Regions from separate parts of the Podarcis muralis genome. Here region 1 is linked to region 2. A link is a contact called in public Hi-C data. All regions are on one chromosome and are shown on one strand. Each heading gives the region's core, a stretch centred on a gene start, on an enhancer-like site or on the middle of the called end of the contact. The rest is flanking DNA. Distances are from core to core; before and after follow the strand shown. Region 1 holds the start of C5H6orf89 (chromosome 5 C6orf89 homolog). Region 2 holds the start of PIM1 (Pim-1 proto-oncogene, serine/threonine kinase).

The links. A called contact is a pair of places that touch in the nucleus more often than the background predicts.
Region 1: a contact with region 2 is called in a Hi-C map of tail, with 4 times the contacts expected there. The contact joins the promoter of C5H6orf89 here to the promoter of PIM1 in region 2. A contact is called at or near these places in 2 of 3 Hi-C or Micro-C datasets (blood and tail).

The regions. Positions count from the first base shown.
Region 1 is chr5:55,885,479-55,891,233 of rPodMur119.hap1.1, reverse strand. It overlaps C5H6orf89 (chromosome 5 C6orf89 homolog), which reads left to right and starts at 3,246. Exons shown (of 8, transcript XM_028733995.2): 1 at 3,246-3,513. The coding sequence starts at 3,274. RAB44 (RAB44, member RAS oncogene family) reads left to right here. Exons shown (of 15, transcript XM_077928873.1): 15 at 1-1,438.
Region 2 is chr5:55,586,639-55,591,847 of rPodMur119.hap1.1, reverse strand. It overlaps PIM1 (Pim-1 proto-oncogene, serine/threonine kinase), which reads left to right and starts at 3,747. Exons shown (of 6, transcript XM_028733992.2): 1 at 3,747-3,998; 2 at 4,243-4,349; 3 at 4,549-4,599; 4 at 4,747-5,113. The coding sequence starts at 3,917.

The sequences.
Region 1 (5,755 bases), core at 1,997-4,496, 300 kb before region 2:
TGGGGAAACCCAGCCAGATGGGCGGGGTACAAATAATAAATTGTTGTTGTCAGATCCCCTGCTCCTTTCTACCACCCTTTGTTTTTCCAACATCCATGTATAGATGGGGTGCTACACATAGACAAAAAAGGTTTCTTGTAAATGCTATTTCAGTCATGCGCAGAAGGCGGCGCTTTTCTTGCTTCTAGCTACCCTTTTCCAAAGGGATATAGCAGAAGGAGACTGTCTTACAATTGCTTGATTTTCTCCGTAAGATGGCAGCAAACACAATTTAAAATTCACCATTGATTGTATTAACAAGGTTGGGTCAATCTGAATTTCTTCCAATTTGAATTTCTTGAAATCTGTAAACAACTTAAAAATCAACAACGGTGAAATTAGTTTTCTAATGAAAACAGCTGTTTATAAGCAAATTCCACAAGTATGAAGAAAACCCACATGCTAATCATAAATCAGCCTGTAAACAAGAACAAAACGCTGTGTTCAGTGTCTGTTCAGAGATAATGACAATAATTGGAGCATAAATAGTGCAGAGTATGCTGCATTTTAAATATTGTTTTGCTTATAATAATAACTTGTCTCTCGACTCTGCTACAGCTTTGGACTTGCGTTTGCAGGCTCAAAGATTAAAATATCATACCATCTGACAGGAAACATCAGCTTAAAAAATATTCAGCTTTGTGGCTCTAAAATATTTTTTGATGACAAGGGTGCTATTTTTGTGGTCATCATAGATTCCCAACTGGGAAGTGAAAATTCTGCAGAAATCTGGCCCTCAAATGAATACAAAGGGAAATGAATAATAAAGTAATTAAAAGAAATGTGAGGGGGCAGCCTTGGACCCTCCGTTGGAAAAATCCCTGGGATGGATTTTTTTTTAAAAGTCTCCTGGAATGCACCCTCCAACCCTAAGGCCAGGATAAAGATGTTAGGGCAGGGGTAGCAAACATGGTGCCCTCCAGATGTTGTTAGACTCAAGCTCCCATCAGCCTATTTAACAATCAAGGATAATGTGAGTTAGTACAACAATATCTGGAGGGCACCACATTGGCAATCCTTGTTAGAGGCTTGAACAGGCCACTAAACTCTTCATCCCCTCCCTGCCAACTCAATCTCTTTTTCTTTTTCCAAACTTTTTTCCACTTCAACTAGAGCATAGGAACTTCAGATGGAGTATGCAGTGTGAAACATGCTATCACTTGTGGACTGAAAGAAAACAGAGGAGCTTTATCATATTGTTTTACTGGCCTAACAATTCCTGTGTTATCAACTGTTTGATGGTTTAACTGGTTAATTGTGTAATTATTATCACTGTACTTCCCCCCCCCACTGCATTTCATTTCCCTTTGACCTCACTGTTTATAATTCCTCCCACCCCATCCCATACCTGCAAGTCAAGATAACAATTTCAGCTTCCAATAAAATGGACTGTAACATATGCAAGTGTATGCTATTGTGTTAGTCTTTAAGATGCCACAAGCCCCATGGAAATCTCAAGATTCTGTACAGCACAGAAACATAAGAACAGTCAGTGGCCCATCTTGTCCAGCATCCTGTTCTCACAGTTACCAACTAGATGCCTGTGGCAAACTAGCAAGCAGAATTTGAGCAGAAGAGCACTCATCTGTCGTGTGGCTTCCAGCAACTGGTATTTGGAAGCATTGCTGCCTTCCGACCATGAAAGCAGAGCATAGCCATCATGGCCATGAATTTATCTAATTGTCTTTTAAAGCGATCCAGGTTAGTGGCCATCCCTGTCTCCTGGGGGAGCAAGTTCCATAGTTTGACTATGCACTGTGTGAAGAAGTACTTGAAACCACAGGTACTTGGGTTTTTATTTTATTTTTGCAAACATATATGTTTCTGCTTACTTAGGGATTCCTAGGAGTATATAGAAATCACTACCTTCTTTTTGGGTGCCCCAGTTTTCCTTGCAAATAGACATTGCACTCAAGCACCTAATGAAGGGAATGAGGATGGTGGTTCTTAGCTATAGCCTACTTTCCTGAAATGACTGAATGAACGTTGAGGAAATCGCCAGGGAACCTGTTTGAAAATGCCATCTACCAACCCTGCTACACTATGAGTCCAGGGCTGGCAATGAAGACTGCAGTTCCATGGCTCTTACTACTTGGAAGTAAGCCCCACTGAATTCAGTGGACTTAACCTCCACATACAGTATTTTGCATCAGGTTTGGTCTCACAGAAGCCATCCTGGACGACATTCTTACAACTGTTCAAGAAGACAAGTAGTGCAAGCCGATTTGTGTCTGCCCAGAAGTAACCTCCCCCCCAAGAGTTCAGTGTAACTTCCTCCCAGATATCTAGCTACCTATCCAACAGCAGCCACGAAATTAAAAGACGCCTGCTTCTTGGGAGAAGGGCAATGACAGGCCTAGACAGCATCTTGAGAAGTAGAGACGTCACCTTGCCAACAAAGGTCCATATAGTTAAAGCCATGGTTTTCCCAGTAGTGATGTATGGAAGTGAGAGCTGGACCATAAAGAAGGCTGATCGCCGAAGAATTGATGCTTTTGAATTACGGTGCTGGAGAAGACTCTTGAGAGTCCCATGGACTGCAAGAAGATCAAACGCATCCATTCTGAAGGAAATCAGCCCTGAGTGCTCACTGGAAGGACAGATCGTGAAGCTGAGGCTCCAGTACTTTGGCCACCTCATGAGAAGAGAAGACTCCCTGGAGAAGACACTGATGCTGGGAAAGATGGAGGGCACAAGGAGAAGGGGGCGACAGAGGACGAGATGGTTGGATAGTGTTTTCGAGGTTACCAGCATGAGTTTGACCAAACTGCGGGAGGTAGTGGAGGACAGAGGTGCCTGGTGTGCTCTGGTCCATGGGGTCACGAAGAGTCGGACACGACTAAACGACTAAACAACAACATCCATCTGTGACGAAGCCCCTTCATTCACACCCTAGACCCTAATGGTCTTTTAGGCTTCCTCCACGTGAATAGGAGTTCACTTTTTGAATAATAAGAATTACGGTATATGTCAGAGGAGGGGGTGGGGATAAGGATTTTAGAGATGCTTAGAAAGGGCACGGCCAAAAAAAGGTTGGGAACCACTGCCCTAGACAGAGGATGCCAGCCAGCATCCCGCTGCCAGTTAGTGTGGAGCAAAACGGGCTCGGCGGGTTTTGACTCAGCAGAGTCCGCTTCCTCGGGGCGCAAGCCCCGCTGACCGCCAGGGTGCGGCCTTCCACGTGACGGGGCTGCACCGCACAGCCGGAGGGCCGCTGACCACCAACTGGCGGCCATGGGCGGTGGCTTCTTGAACCGCGGCGAGCTAGAGCCCCTGTCCGGGGAGGTGGGGCGGCCGTGCAGGCGAGGCGAAAGTGCTGCGGGGAATCTGCGGCCTCGCTCCCGTTCCGCAGCCCGGAAGCAGGAAGCGCCAGGCCCAGCCCTCCTCCTCGCCTGCACGGGGAGCGTCGCTCCCATGCTCGCTGCGCTCCGCCTCTCCAGTCTGGTGGGAGCCACCCGGGCGGCGGTTCATGGGGTGAGGAGGCGCGTGGGCGAGGGAGGGCCGCTTTCAAGTGAAGGCGGGAGAAGCCTCCGGGTGGGGGTGGGGTCTCTTGGCCGCTTGGTGCGGGTGGGGATGGGGGTCTCGTCGGGAGCCTGGGCATGACAGGGGAGAAGGGCAGCCCCAAAGGCGGGGCGGACTGTCCCAGGCCGACTGCCCCCTTCGGAGGAGACCGGGGTGTGGGAGGCCAAAGGCCTCCATGCTCCTGTCAGTGGCCGGTGCTTTCCTCGCGCCCCACAGCTTGGAATGTCAGTGGCGGTCAGTGGGAGAGAAAAAAAGGGGGGTGTTTTAAGGGGTAGCAGTAAGTTCCATAAATTGTGGTCCAGCGCTCCCTTAAGTGGGTTCTAACATGTACGGTGTTTCCCAGTTAGCTGAGTATTTTGGACCCCCTGTTTTTCGAAAGCCAAGTCACAGAACCCCTCCTTTTGTAAATATTGATAACTCCAGGGTAGTTTTTGTTATATGAATGGTGCCAAGGACCCCCTGGGTGGGTTACACGGATTCCCTGGGGTCTGTGGACTAGCAACTGGGAAGAACCACTGCCTAGCAGAAATCTGGAAGTTTGTGTTCGACATAAATAGGCCTGTGCTTTTGTCATTTGTGCATGTCGAGGATCATATTTCTTGCAGCTGGTGTTTACAATCTCACCAGTGTTACATAATCCCTGAAGGCGTATAGGGTTAGAATCTCAGGTATGTTGTTGATTTCATACAGGTGAATGAATGAATGCTAGAATGAGTTCCTGTGTCATTTATGCTGAGTCTTGTGAATGTTGGCAGTTTCATGAGACTTTTACAGTAAGTGATGAGGCTTTACCTCTTCATGCATATGCACATAAAGTAAAACAGGGCTGCATTATAGATTTGCAAAGTCAGCCATGCAATGTAAATGCCCCATTTCAATTCAGACTCGAGTAGTGTCTCTAAGGCTTCAATCCTGTGTTGTTGGGGGGAAGCCAAACAGCGTGGCTTACTTCTGAGTAGACATGCATAGAAGTGTGCTGTTAAAACAAAACTGTTCTAACCATTATGGGGTATTCTTACTTCTGAGTTATCTCTTTAAGTCTGAATTATCCCTTGGCTACAAAAATGTGAGACCAGAACAAATCTGAAGGTCATATTGTCCATCCCTCTCCATTGATGCAGCTCCTTATTCAATTAACAACGGTAGAGGTTAGAACGTGGTACATTAAAGAAGTCGACAGAAAGCAGTGTCTACATCTAGTGACTGAAATCTAGGTGGCTCAAGGGAGCCACAGATGATCTATAGTTTTTCTTTCTTTGCTGCAGAGGGCAAGAAAAATCTTAGGTTCTCAAACCAGTCTCACCTCGAGAAAGTTTGTTGCCCAAATCTAGATTCTAACTAGGCCCGTTGATGCAATCCTGTAAAATAGGAAATTGTACTAGATTTAATATCTAGTTGAAAACATATTAACTGATGTATATACTATGTTATGTAAGACAATTATGTGAACATATATTAAAAAAATCACTTTGTAAAGCATTATCTGGAGGCAATTGACTTATAGCATGCCTGGATAGCTCAAGTGATTATAATGCCAAAGTTGCAGGTTTGATCCCTGCATTGCAGGGGGTTGGACTAGATGATCTTTAGGTTCCCTTCCTACGATTCTATGATTCTATGCCAGTTTCCTCATCTCCAACAAATTCAGAGGTTGATTTGACCCCACCCCCTTGTTCCCAATGTAGATCTTTATTCTCCCATTGTTTCTGATGTAGATCTTCACTCACTCTTTCTTCCTTGGGGTGGGACACACACAAACCATTTTGTGGTTTGACTTAGGTGCCAAAATGTATTGGGCTGGCCCTGCTTCTGCACACACTTCCTATTTTGGGGGGGAATTGTGCTGGGTGTTTTCTTCCCAGGGCTGAATCCAACACAGGATCAGGAATTGGGTCTGACTGTGTGTATGAAGATCAGAGCTGCTGTTGCTGCTTGCTTGTTTTGGAGTGTTGGATCTCACAAGGAAGTCAGAATTCTAAAGCACATCTTTTGCTGGGAAAATGCTATATAAACAATAGTAATACAGCTGTAAACCTGTTGCATCCTCCTGTTGATACATAGCTCATTTTGGACTCTCTCTCTTTACTTAGAAATTAAGCATTTCTCCTGCCAGTACATGATTGCATAGAGGCATCATACACCAGGACCTTGAGGGGTACTTCAGGAATGGCTTGACCCTCTACATATTTCCTCC
Region 2 (5,209 bases), core at 2,498-4,997:
GGAAAGAGGGTGTGTGTGTGTGTTTGGGAGCATGTGCAGATGTAGCTGCCAATGCACATATTTTCAGGAAGAGATGAAGTCATGACAAGATTAGCAGAAAAATTCAATTAGGGCTGACTTCACCATGGCAGCCAAACAGGTCAAGTTTGGGACGGTGACGAAGGCGTTTGTTATTATCAGAAAGCCTCTAGTGCTTGCCAAAAGTAATGTAACTTCTTGCATTGAAGCCTGGATTTGAGCCAATGAAACTTCAATCTACTTTTAACAGAAGAACTTCTTCAGAGAAGCTGTCAGCCATTTCTAACAGAGAAATCCTATACGGCAACTGTGCTGGGGGCAGAGACAGGCTGCTGCTCTGCAGGCAGCACGGACATTGTATGGAGCATCCTTTGCTAGATGGGGGCAAGTTGCAGTACTTGTCTTTACATATGTATGTTGCAATGTGCAGACACACAGTCACATGCATATATGTATTCTATGCATTTAATAAACTTTGAGTAAGAAAGAATTCCGTTTTTGAAGCATAACTGTGCTTAGAAAAAGTTGTGGGACACAGACTCAGTGGTAGAGCTTATGCAAAAAGCCCACATTCAATTCCCACCTTTTCCAGGGACGAATGGGAGTGACTCTGTCTCAAACCACTACCAGTCAAATGTAGACAATACTGAGTGGTCTGACTCAGTGGTCTGACTCAGTATATAAAGCAGTTTCTTTACATGGGCGTACCCAGGATTTTTGTTGGGGGGCAGGACTTTTGTGGGGGGGCAGAACCTACATGATTGGTCAGTTAGTTAAGTATCTCTATTGTTTTACTTGATGGGGGGGCAGCTGCCTCCCTGCCTCCCCTTGACTACACGCCCATGGTTTCTTATGTTCTTATATAGGTTGTGGAGCTCTTTGGGTCATAGAAAAAACACTTGTCATTCAAGAAAGTGTTTTTATGGGTCCAGAGAAGGACAGCATCGCCTACAATATTATCCCCAAGGGAAGCCGCATGTGATTCGTAGCCTATCAATACTACTTGAGGGTAGCAACCTATATCACACTGGGCAATTGTAATCACCCTGCTTCATTCTGTCATTTTTTTCTTAGATGCCTTCTGATAAATTTAATTCAGAAGTAAAGAGACAATAAGTATCCCAGCTATGTTCCTTTTACAAATATTACCACTTGCCTATTTTTGGTTGTTTTATTCCTTTTGGGTATGGATATATACAGTTTTATGACTATAGAATAATAGAAGTGCTGAAAATGGAAACATAAAAACAATATTATGCTATGCCCTCATCTTGCACATTAATTTATCTTTCTTGATAATAGCAAGGTTTGAGGACATTTTATGCACTTCTGACTAAAATGTTTAAATAACTGAAGATACAAACCAGGAGTAAGTATTTGCTCTTTTTCTAAGTCAAGCTGCATTTTCTCTTTCGAGTTTCATTTACATGACAAAAATCTGTCTGTTTCACTTGTATTTATAGAGAGTTTCACTTTCAGATTACAATAGTTGGCTTCCGAGGAAGTTAGTGTTTGCTTGTTTTTTAAACAGCTGCTCCCTTCCACTTCACAGGAAAGAAAAATGTTGCAAAATGATTTGCTGTTTTTAATTATTTCTGCAAGCTTACTTATGGAGAATAAACACAAGGGCAAAACTTGTTCTGACAGTCACCCTTTAAAGGTTGCATGTTTTTACCTTTGTACCACAATATACACATATCATCCTCTGCCAGAACAGGACAAAGGTTGCAAAAATCTTTACTGGGAACAGTGTCAGCTGTTAAAAGCAGTCAATAAAAGGAACTTCATGAGATTTTCTGCCAGGTGCAATTACAAAATATTGCATACAATTACATTCCAGCAGAATTGGAATTCATGCGATATAGCATAGGAATTTATGAAACTCTTACACTTGTACACTTCCAGTGTCACCACAGTGCAAAGTGTATCTAAACAGTTGCTATGCTCTTGTTATGCTAGTTTCTCCAAAATGAAATACCAAATTTAAACAAATTTCTGTTGACAATGTGACTTGTCCTTATCGAAGTATAGTAATTCCTGTCCTATGGGATATACAGCCAGTATCAGATGAGATGTTAATACTCTGCTGCTTCAAACAGAACACCTCATGGCCTAATTGGCTGCTGTAAGCATGTGTTCTAATCTTACCTTTATCTCTACTATCATTTAGCACTTTCTATTCCAGAGACAAGTGCGTGAGCTCAACTGATAGTGTATCAGGAGTTACCTGAGAAAATAAGAACATAAGACCAGCCCTATCAGATCAGTTCAAAGGCCCTTCTAGTCCAGCATCCTGGTCTCACTGCCCAGCCAGATGCCTATAGGTCCTGCCCACAAGCACCCTCATGTTCCCCAATGACTGACATTCAGAGTCATGGTGCCTCTGCTCTGGCAAGTAGTACATACAGCCAACATGGTCAGTAGTCACTGATAGCACTGTCCTCCATGAATTTGTCCAATGGCCTTTAAAGCCAGTTGCAGCCATCCCTATACCTTGCAAATTCCATCATGAGCTGTGTATAATAGTACTTCCTTTTTGTCTGTCCTGAATACCCCACATTCAGCTTTTTCAAAGGTCCCTCCATTCTGCATATGCATTTGATAACTTATGTTGGAAGGGTTTGATCACTGGTATTTGAACTCGAAACCTCCCATGCCTCATCAGTATCCATGTTCTGTTGGCTGTTGTTGTTTTTAATTAATTGCTGGACCAATTATCTTGCAAATAGTCCTGTAATTATTGTTCATAATGTATCTATCAGTCTCGTCCTGGAATTTTTCTCTCTGCTACATTCTTGTGTAACCAAGAAATGAACCTGGGAAAGGCTTATGCAAATACAGGACCATTGTTCCATTCATTTCGATGGCAAAAAGTACATGTGTAGCAATGCGGAACATGGAACAATTTTCATTCCTCCCCAGGCCTCGGAGTAACTAGGAGCTGGTTTGGCCACCACGCCACTCTCTCCAAATGCACACCCTAAGCCCATCACATGGCTGCCATTCACTCCTCAGCAGCGGGCGAGGGGGAAATCCTGCACTTGAGCACGCTACTTATTTATTTCGCAGCATTTTTGAACAACTTAATCGTGAAAAAACTGTGGCGATGGCAACATGATTGGCAGTCGCCATCCTTCCCGCCCCCGTGAAGAGGCATCTGTGCTGGAACGGGCTGCACGACAGGCAGATATTTAAAAGGCTGCCAATGAAAATATTGCAACGATAGGGAAATCAGCACCTGCTGAATTTCTGCCTAGCATGCAGCTAATGAATGAATGAATGGCGCAGGTGGCAATGGGGAATTATTTCCTTGAAAGAGCCCAACGCATGGGAGATGGAGGGCATATTATATCTGTGGCGAGCAGCGAGTGACTAAGAGAGGAGGACTGCCCTTTGCCAGAGCGGAGCAGCCCCCGGGGAGCCTGTCTCGCTCATTGTCTTCTCCCTTTTTCCCGCCACAGGTCCCGAGCAAGCCTCGCTCCCCTCCGCGCCCCCCTCTGCCGCCCCCTCCTCCTTCCCCCCCTCTCTTTGGCGCCTTTTCCTTCCCGCCACGTCGAGTCTCTTTCCATTCTGACGGAGAGCCGAGGCGCGGGCTGGCGGCTGCGGCGCCGATTGGCCGGCTCGGCGCCGGTGGGCGGAGCTTCGCCGCTGTTGGAGACCTGCCCGCCGGCTCTCCCCGGCTCCGCCCCAGCGCTGCTCCCTCCCACTTTACTACAGGCGGCTGAGGCCGGGGCCGTCGCGCCACACGGGAGGGAGCAGGCTGGCCCGGCACGACCCCGCCCGCAGCTCCCGCCCGTGCCTCGGAGACGCCAACCCAGCAGCAGCAGCAGCAGCAGCAGCAGCTGCCTCAGAGACGCCGCCGGTCCCGGCCTGCTTGGAACACGCGGACGGGGCGGGAATGTTGCTCTCCAAGATCAACTCCCTGGCCCACCTGTGCTCCGCGCCCGGAGGGGACCTGCACCCGGTCAAGCCCCTGCCAGGTCAGCCACACCGGAGGGGCAGAGGATGGATGGGGGGGGGGGTCGGGCGGCCTGCAGGCGCCCCTCACGGTCGGTCGGGGTCGTGAGGCGAAGGCGGGGCTGGGGTGGCGGCCAGGGGTTTGTTTTGTTTGGGGAGCGGCTGATGCGGAGAGATCGGGCGGGAGAGAGAGCAGCGTTGCTGAGGAGGCGCAATGGACTGACCTCCCCCCTCTCTCCCCATCCCTCGTTTTCTCTCCCTTCGCAGGAAAAGAAAAGGAACCCCTGGAGAAGTTGTACCAGGTGGGCCCGCTGCTCGGTAGTGGCGGCTTCGGCTCGGTCTACTCGGGGACCCGGCTGGCGGATGGAGCTCCGGTGAGTGCTTGGCCGCGGGTGGATTGTGCTCCCATTTGCTCCCCATCGCTCTCCCTCTACGTTTTCCCCTCACTCCAATTTTCTCCCCAAAAAATACCCCTTCCATTCATTCCAGTCCCCCCTCCCTCCCCGCCACCCATGGCATTTTTTTCTACCGGTCCTGTTCGCTCACTCCATTTTCCCCCTTTAATCTTCGTAGGTGGCGATCAAGCATGTGTCCCGCGACCGGGTTTCGGAATGGGGGGAATTGGTAAGTGTTTGATCGGAGGAATGCCTCCGTGTTGCTCGAGAGAATCTCTTTCAGCTTTCAGTGATCTGCCACAATGCAGGTCGATTGATTCTCCTATTCATGAATCCTGTTTTCTCTCTCTCGCCCCCCCCCCCCATCACATTGCAGCCTGGTGGAACGAGGGTACCGATGGAGATCTTGCTCTTGAAGAAGGTTGGCTCTGGCTTTCGGGGCGTAATCCGGCTCCTGGATTGGTTTGAGAGGCCAGACAGTTTTATTTTGGTTTTGGAACGGCCTGATCCCGTGCAGGATCTCTTTGATTTCATCACGGAGCGGGGTGCTCTGCCCGAAGACTTGGCTCGCAGCTTTTTCCGTCAGGTTTTGGAGGCGGTTCGACATTGTCACAGCTGTGGGGTTCTGCACCGGGATATCAAGGACGAGAATATCCTGATTGACCTGAGCAGTGGAGAGCTCAAACTTATAGACTTTGGATCTGGAGCGCTGCTCAAGGACACAGTGTACACTGACTTTGATGGTGAGTCTTGTCAATTTCCATTCACTGCTTCGAGCCAGGGAATTTCCTCTTTGAAACACTGTGTTCCCGGGGTTTGAGTGCTTTGCAGCAATGGAA